Linked DNA regions of Oryzias latipes: region 2 is linked to region 1. The links are chromatin contacts, called in public Hi-C maps. All regions are on one chromosome and are shown on one strand. The core of a region is the stretch at or near the end of the contact, and the rest is flanking DNA. Distances in the headings are between cores, read along the strand shown. Region 1 holds the start of LOC101169221 (zona pellucida-like domain-containing protein 1). Region 2 overlaps LOC101169470 (CD166 antigen homolog A).

Region 1 (3,463 bases), core at 683-3,182:
GATCATACTCAGCGTGCTCACAAATGTGCCGTTGTTATCTTTGACAGAAATAGCTGCAGAGGAGCTGTAATGAGATGCAACATGAAAAATAAGTCAAAGTCAAAAAGTATCTTCAACACTTCGATTTTCATGATGTATCATGATTTTCTGTTTATATTTTCTCTATAGTTTTAAAATGAAGGCAAAGTATACTTCAGAACTTTTACTCCTGAACGTCCTGAAACACATGGTCTTTAGATATCAGAGATCACCGCTCAGGGTCTTAACTGTCACAGAAGCTTTGAAAACAATAAGTAAAAGTCTAAATTAAATCAATAAATTCTCATTTTAATCCCCCCATGCAATTCCTGAAAAAGGTTAAGCTCTCTTTTTGTGCACAGATAGTTTCTTTTAAATGAATGTATCTGTTTCGGTTCCAACTCACGATGCCAGTTGTGAGTTATTGACCAGGTACTCCAGCGGGTAGCTGCAGCTGAATTTATACAGCAGGCCAGGCAGGTAGCTGATTATAGTGGGTGGATCAGGAGTGTCAATATAGCCCGAGACATTTCCAATTTGTACCAGAGACATGTTCCCGTAGGCGTTGGTCCCGTAGGCCGTGCTGACCTGCAGAGAGACACATCTCAGCCACTTTCAGCAAACACAGCATCCATCATATTATCACCATGCTGGAGGGATTCGCTGCACATTACCACTAGGCTGTTACCGCAGGCCTCCAGGGTGCTGAGGCTGATGCTGAACAGCACAGCTGTGGGGAACGTGTTGTTATTGATAAAGCCTCTGCACTGAGCATCACTGTGGTGTCCGTTCAGAGCCAGATCTGCAGCGGTGTAGCCGGAGTAGAGCACTGGACAAAAGTTGATCTTCAAGGTGATGGTCTGAACCCCACAGTAAACACTGATGTCCCTCTCAGCTGGAGCGCCAGAGAAGAAGCGTGAGCAGAGTCTGTGATCATCTCTGCATTTTTTTTAAAGATAACTTATAAGAAAATGCAGAGCCTTTGACATTTCTGTTGAGCAGTGTAATTCACACAAACAAAAATAACGTGTGTACATCATCGTATTTCTTAAGAAAATAAGAAATACTAAGAAAAACAACAGGAGAAATAATTAATCCATTGACATTGAACAACAACATATTTGTCTCCTAAGAAAAAGTTTATTCCTATAACATCAGATGAGTTTCAAAAAGATCCTACATTGTTTTAGAATAAAAAAATAAAAAGTTGTCAATCAACATCTGCAAAAGAAAAGCTGCTCTAAAACTTTTTCCTCCTGAACCTAAGCTGATTTGCTAGTTTGTCACTTTTTGTGAGCTTTATGAATGTTGTATCTGCTCAACATGTGTTTACAGAATGGACGGTGGAGGTGATGCTTTGCAGTTTTCTCACCAGGATAGCGGCTGTGGTAATTGGCGTCACAGTTGAATCCGTTGAACTGTGTGGAGACTGAGGTTGCGTTGCTCATCAGCAGGAAAATGAAGCCCATTCGCGCCATTTCGGCGCCTGACAGAAGTGTGCCCAGTATCATCTTCAGAGGGTCAGCGTTGCGATGCCCTCATTTCTCGATTCGATGTCAGAAGACGGCTTTTATGTCAAAATGAAATGTTGGGAAAACAAAGCTGCCCTGCCTCCTCGTCTACTTCTAGCTGCTTCGATCACTGCGGTTCAGCCTCCTCCTTCCAGGTCCCCTAATCCTTCTTCCACTGTTCCCTCTGCACCTTTTACTGCTTGTGTTGACCCTTTACCCAACCCTTTTTAAATTGAGGTCATCCCTCTTTCCAGCTCATTTCATTCCACTCCCTCCTTCACCATCCCTCCCTCAAAGACACACAAAGACACCGAAAAATTACCCCCAACCACACCTGTTTACTCATCTCCTGCCTTTTAACTAAGTCATTATCCTTAACACGTTTCAACCAGATTAGTTGAGATCTCAAAACTGTTGCATGTTGACATTGAGGAATTAGCCCAGCGTCAGCCTCTCCTACATTTCTTGTGGGCACACAGATGAGAAAGATACTTCAACAAAACCCCCACCATGCAGGACATGGGAACCTCCGTCAGATCTGAATGGACAGGACAAATCTTTTCACAGCGCCAGGAAACCTGAGCGGGCTCGGTGGGTTCCCACTCATCTCTCCTCAGTCTGATCTCCGTCTGTCATTTCACACAAACGGTGGGCCTCAGCGAGGGGGGGTCCGGCTCGGGAATTAAGCTGTCATCGGCTGCTGCTGTGGTGCACATTCACAGGAACACAAAAGTCAGCTCACGGTCTGATGCAGAGCTGTGTGTGGGTAATTGTGATGCATAAGGCATCACTTAGAGTAAGAGTACTGAGTGCAGCTCTGAGAGAAGCATTGTAGAATTTAAATGTGAATTACTCTGTATGTTTGCTACTTGATCTACATGATTTAAGAAAAATAATTTTCTGAACAAGCCATTTTGACATAGAAATTCAGCAAAATGTGGATCAATAAATCACACACTTCCCTTTAGCACATTTTAGATTTTAAAGAGCAAACAGAACAAAAGTCTTCTTACTTTTTTTAATCACAAACTTCTTGAACTAAATTACTAATTAGCACAGGGCATCACAAATCTTTTTGACATCATGTCATATCATCCCGGCAGTTCTGCAAAGATTATGATACTTTGACATCTTTATACGTGTTTTCAATTATGCATGTTCTAGCTACTCATAATGTAGAACACACAAACTATAATTTCTGTTATGGAAAAACGAAGAATTTAGAACCAGATCAAGAGGTTTATTGAGTCTGATATTTAATTTCTTGGCACCAAAGTTCTCAGAGGCATAAAATTGTATTAAAGACTTAATTTTCAGTAATCCTGGCTGCTTTGGTTCATTTATGAGTTTATGATCTATTTACATTTGCTTGATACAAATAAGGGACTTGAAGGAAGCCCAGTTTGCATGAATAGGACATATCTTCAAACTGTGTTTGGGTTTTTAAAAAGTTTTTTTCTTTCAGCTTGAATCACATGTGTTTAGTCCTTTTATTTCAACGTATTTCGACACCTAACCAATACTTTGTTTCTTGAATAAAGAATAGGTTAATAACTATCATCCCCATTCAAGACGGAGTACACTGAGTGATCTTTTATCGATTGAAGTCTTCTGGATTTGCAGGAGGTCCTTCAAAATCATATTTTTTGCCTTCAGATAAATAATTTAAGGAAAACCTGGACTGTGGCATAGAAAAATGACTAAATGAAATCACTTGACAATTTGCATTTCAAAAAGCTTTTACATATACAGTGCTGAGTTGATTTCTATGAGTGAAGAATGCAGTACAGGAACATATTCCTCAGAGTGCCTCATGCCAACACTGAGGAGTGAAGAAGGCTTTCAGCCTTGATAGAACTAAAGAAGTCTGCTGAAAGACATTTAAGAGGAAGTCTTCAACAAAACAAACAAGTGGATGAATGATTACATTCCCT
Region 2 (3,460 bases), core at 926-3,425, 120 kb before region 1:
TATGACCAATTTTCATCTGTGCAATATGACTGTTTTGTCTCGCTTAATTTAAGTTAGTCTTAGTGTAAGTTTTTTCTGAGGTTCCACTTTAAGAGGCGATAAAGATTGGTACAGATTTACTGTCTACTATTTTGTTCTGATCCCCAAGACTGTTTCCCACAGGATCAAAATTAAACAGAAATGTTAGAACATGAGGAAGATTAACAGAGAGAGACACTTCCAGAAAGATTTGAATAGACTTCTTACTTGGATTTCTTCAAGTAAAGCCAGTACGCCAGGCCAATGAGCACAGTGGCGACGAGGAGGCCCAGCACAACTCCAACTACCAGCTTGGTTTGATCTCTGCTCACATGCGTGTCTGTAACCAAAACAAAGAAATGAGAGACCTGCCAGATTTCTGTGCAAGGCTCCAGACTGGCTGCATGTAAGGAAATCACAATGCATCAATGAGTGGACACATCTGCGCATGATTATGAAATATTGATTGGGGCATTAATGAGGCATCCAGCTCTTCACGGACAATGCTGATATCTAGTCAGGATGCTGGGCGTTCCAGTTCTCTTGTTTCAAGGGGCATTTTTGAAAGAAGACAAGTACAGCGCTTGGTTAAAAACCTAGAAATGTCTATTTCCCTTGTTGTCTTAGCTCCTTCCCCTCCCACAGTTTCTAACAAGCAAAAAGATTGCTACAACTTACCTTGGTATTTGAATGTCACATCCTTTAATACTGAAATCAGATATGAAATAAAATTAACGTTCAACCAAAACAGAAAGAGAGAAAATAAAAAAAAGGGTTTTCTTTGGATAGAAAAGCTACAACTCTACTTCTATTCTAGTTTGCATGCAAAGAGGGAACTGTTGAAATCCAGCATCCCAACACACACAGACGCTGTGTGAAGATCTGTCCCGAACCAGAGTGAAACCCAGGAAGGAACAAAGGATGAGATGGATTTGGAAGAAGTTCAAAGCGCATGCAAAAGTTATGAGGAGGCAGAAGCCGACAAACAGTGCTGCAATACAGATCAGGAATTTTCATACACTACATTTATTAGCAGAATTACATATTTCTGTTATGATTTATATTCTCAGTAATTGTTTCAAAAATAAAACAACTAAACCCACTAGTTAAACTTAAAAAAGGATAATCAGAGGTTTAAAATCCCCTGTAAACGGAATGAACTTAAGAATATGTTTTTTTATTTTTTTATTTAACGTATCTAAACATTAAATTAAGATAACACAATAGAAATAAAACTTAATAAAATAGATTCCAGAGTGACGATTAGGAGAAAGGACAGTGAGACGGGGAAAAGCAAGAACATCTTCTCTTTGTACTTACAAGGAAGCACATCGATAGATTTCGAATCACTGCCAAACTTGTTGGACACTGTGCATTGGACGGTGAGGTTTTCAGATGGCACAACTGCAAACTTCTGGATTATCTTTCCGTTGCTGAAGGGACTTTCAGTAATCTGCACAAGACAGATGAAGAAATAGAGAAAAAAATGAAAACACCCTGATCTATTAGTTTCTCCTTCTGCCTCTAGGTGGCAATATAAGACAAATGACTCAGTCTTTTTTCAGCGACAGAGCAGCAGCTTGTGCCTGTGGGATGGAGGCTTGTTGCATCTCAGAGGAAAACCCCAGACAAAGACAAACTGCCAGCACCTCATTCACATCCTCAACACATACAAAAGAATGCTGCAACCCTGTAAGTCAGACTAATGATTCTGTGTTGAAGCCTCACATGATTCTTTCACTGAACAGGCTTGAAGGGATTCAGTGGAGAAAAAAAGAGAAACAATCAAAATGTGTCCTGCAAGTGAAAAGAGCTCGCTGCAGCTTCTAAATGAGTGAATTATCGCACGCAGCTTCAGGCTTTAAATTTATTGTTGTGGTTTGAGAGTGAAAAGAGGGCTGAAAAGCATCCTGTGCACTCCCCAAGGTTTAAATGTAATTCACACTGCTCGTCCATCAGAGAAAACACAGGCGCTTCCCACAAATAGAAGAATGCTAATAAAAAGAAAAAAACAGGGCTAAAACAGAGACGGAGGCTTGAAAAAAAGGAAAAGAAAAGGAAAAGCTGCCACTTTTGCACACGGCCACCTGGAAGTGTTCAAAACAGATACGTTTAGACCTCTGACAGCTCAGAAAAACAAAGGGGGGCATGCAGGGAGCAGGGAAAATGCACTTGAGCTGCAGCACAAGCTACCAACTCAGGACATTCAAGCAGGCTGCCCTCCTATTCCAGCTTCCCTGCTGATGCTGACCAGGTTTGTTTAAAGAAAAGCAATGAAAAAAAAACACTTTAATATATATACATGTCTACCATATCCAGATTTTTCCAAAAATGGTTACACTGATCATAATGAATTGAATAAAATACTATAGCATCCAATTTCGACTTACCTGCAAAAGCATAAATCAGTAGAGGACAAACAAAAGAGACTTTATTCTGTTTCTTAGTCAAGGCGATGGAGGCGGGGGAACGTCAAGAAAAAGGTGGGACGCTGCTTGTTCTATCCGATATTGTTAATTCAGTAAATAAACAGCTAACTTCCACTGAGCTGGAAGATAACAAGCACACTGTGCAAACCCACTCATAAAAATGCCTCTGATGAGTCGTCTTGTCCTACCTTGATGATCTGATGCTGCCCCAGATGTTAGTAAATGACAGAGCCGTGTTGGTCAGACAGCGCAGTAAATAACACCTCCTGCCACTGTTTTCAAACCCAATAAAGCACAACTGGCGTTGACTTTTATTTGCTAATGTTAGCAAGTAAAAAGGTGGCCATTTAAGCTGTGTTAAAGCGATCCAGAAAATAGGCCATTTATCATAGATGCAACCGATGTTCTGAAATATTTGTAGACTTCCTTTTAAAAGAAGATAAAACAGCTTGCCCGTTTACGAGAATATCTGCTTGAAAAGGTTATCTCCTGCTGTTTTAGGCTGACTAATGCCAATAGTATAAAATTCTACACAGTCTACATGAGTTCAAAACGTATTTTAAACCTAGTCCTTGCTCCTCTTCTTGTTGCTTCTTTCTAAGGAAAGTAGTTTGGGGTAAAGCCCAACCTGCTCTGAGGCCAGGTCTCCTCTGATTAGCAGTCAGCCACAACCAAACTTCTCTCTGTGCTTTAATTGACTGTCTGTTGAGAGGTGAAACACTCTCACTCTGCCTTCGCCGTGTACAGAATCAGAAAAGGGCTGCAGGGGGGAGCATCCGTAAACAATCAGAAAAGCTGGGACTATAACTTCTACTGCAGCTTCAAGTGAAACTTTCCCCCCTTTGTGAACCCTGCAGGAATATTTACATAAACACTCTGTTCAATGCAGAACATTGGTTCTTACTCTAGAAGAGTTTGGTGGGAATAACCAACAAAGCATGACTTTATGGGAAAACAGAAACTGCAGTTTGGTGCTACTTAACTAAATGTCACTTTTAAGTTATTTGTGTTTA

The links. Hi-C and Micro-C count contacts between places; a contact is called where the count stands out from the background.
Region 2: a Hi-C map of embryo shows a contact between it and region 1, with 2.3 times the contacts expected there. The contact joins the enhancer-like site here to the promoter of LOC101169221 in region 1. A contact is called at or near these places in 5 of 5 Hi-C or Micro-C datasets (embryo, fibroblasts and gastrula embryo).

The regions. Positions count from the first base shown.
Region 1 is chr13:12,186,678-12,190,140 of ASM223467v1, reverse strand. LOC101169221 (zona pellucida-like domain-containing protein 1) reads right to left here and starts at 1,932. Exons shown (of 10, transcript XM_004075350.4): 1 at 1,391-1,932; 2 at 693-913; 3 at 425-606; 4 at 1-64. The coding sequence starts at 1,529.
Region 2 is chr13:12,309,001-12,312,460 of ASM223467v1, reverse strand. LOC101169470 (CD166 antigen homolog A) reads right to left here. Exons shown (of 16, transcript XM_004075351.3): 12 at 1,339-1,471; 13 at 697-726; 14 at 247-358. Among protein-coding and RNA genes, the nearest start is that of dyrk1a, 14 kb to the left of the region's middle. Within about 2 kb of position 2,175, at least 1 of the 8 cell types and tissues checked has an H3K27ac peak or open chromatin away from gene starts, as enhancers often do. A contact at or near this core is called in embryo, where this site is marked.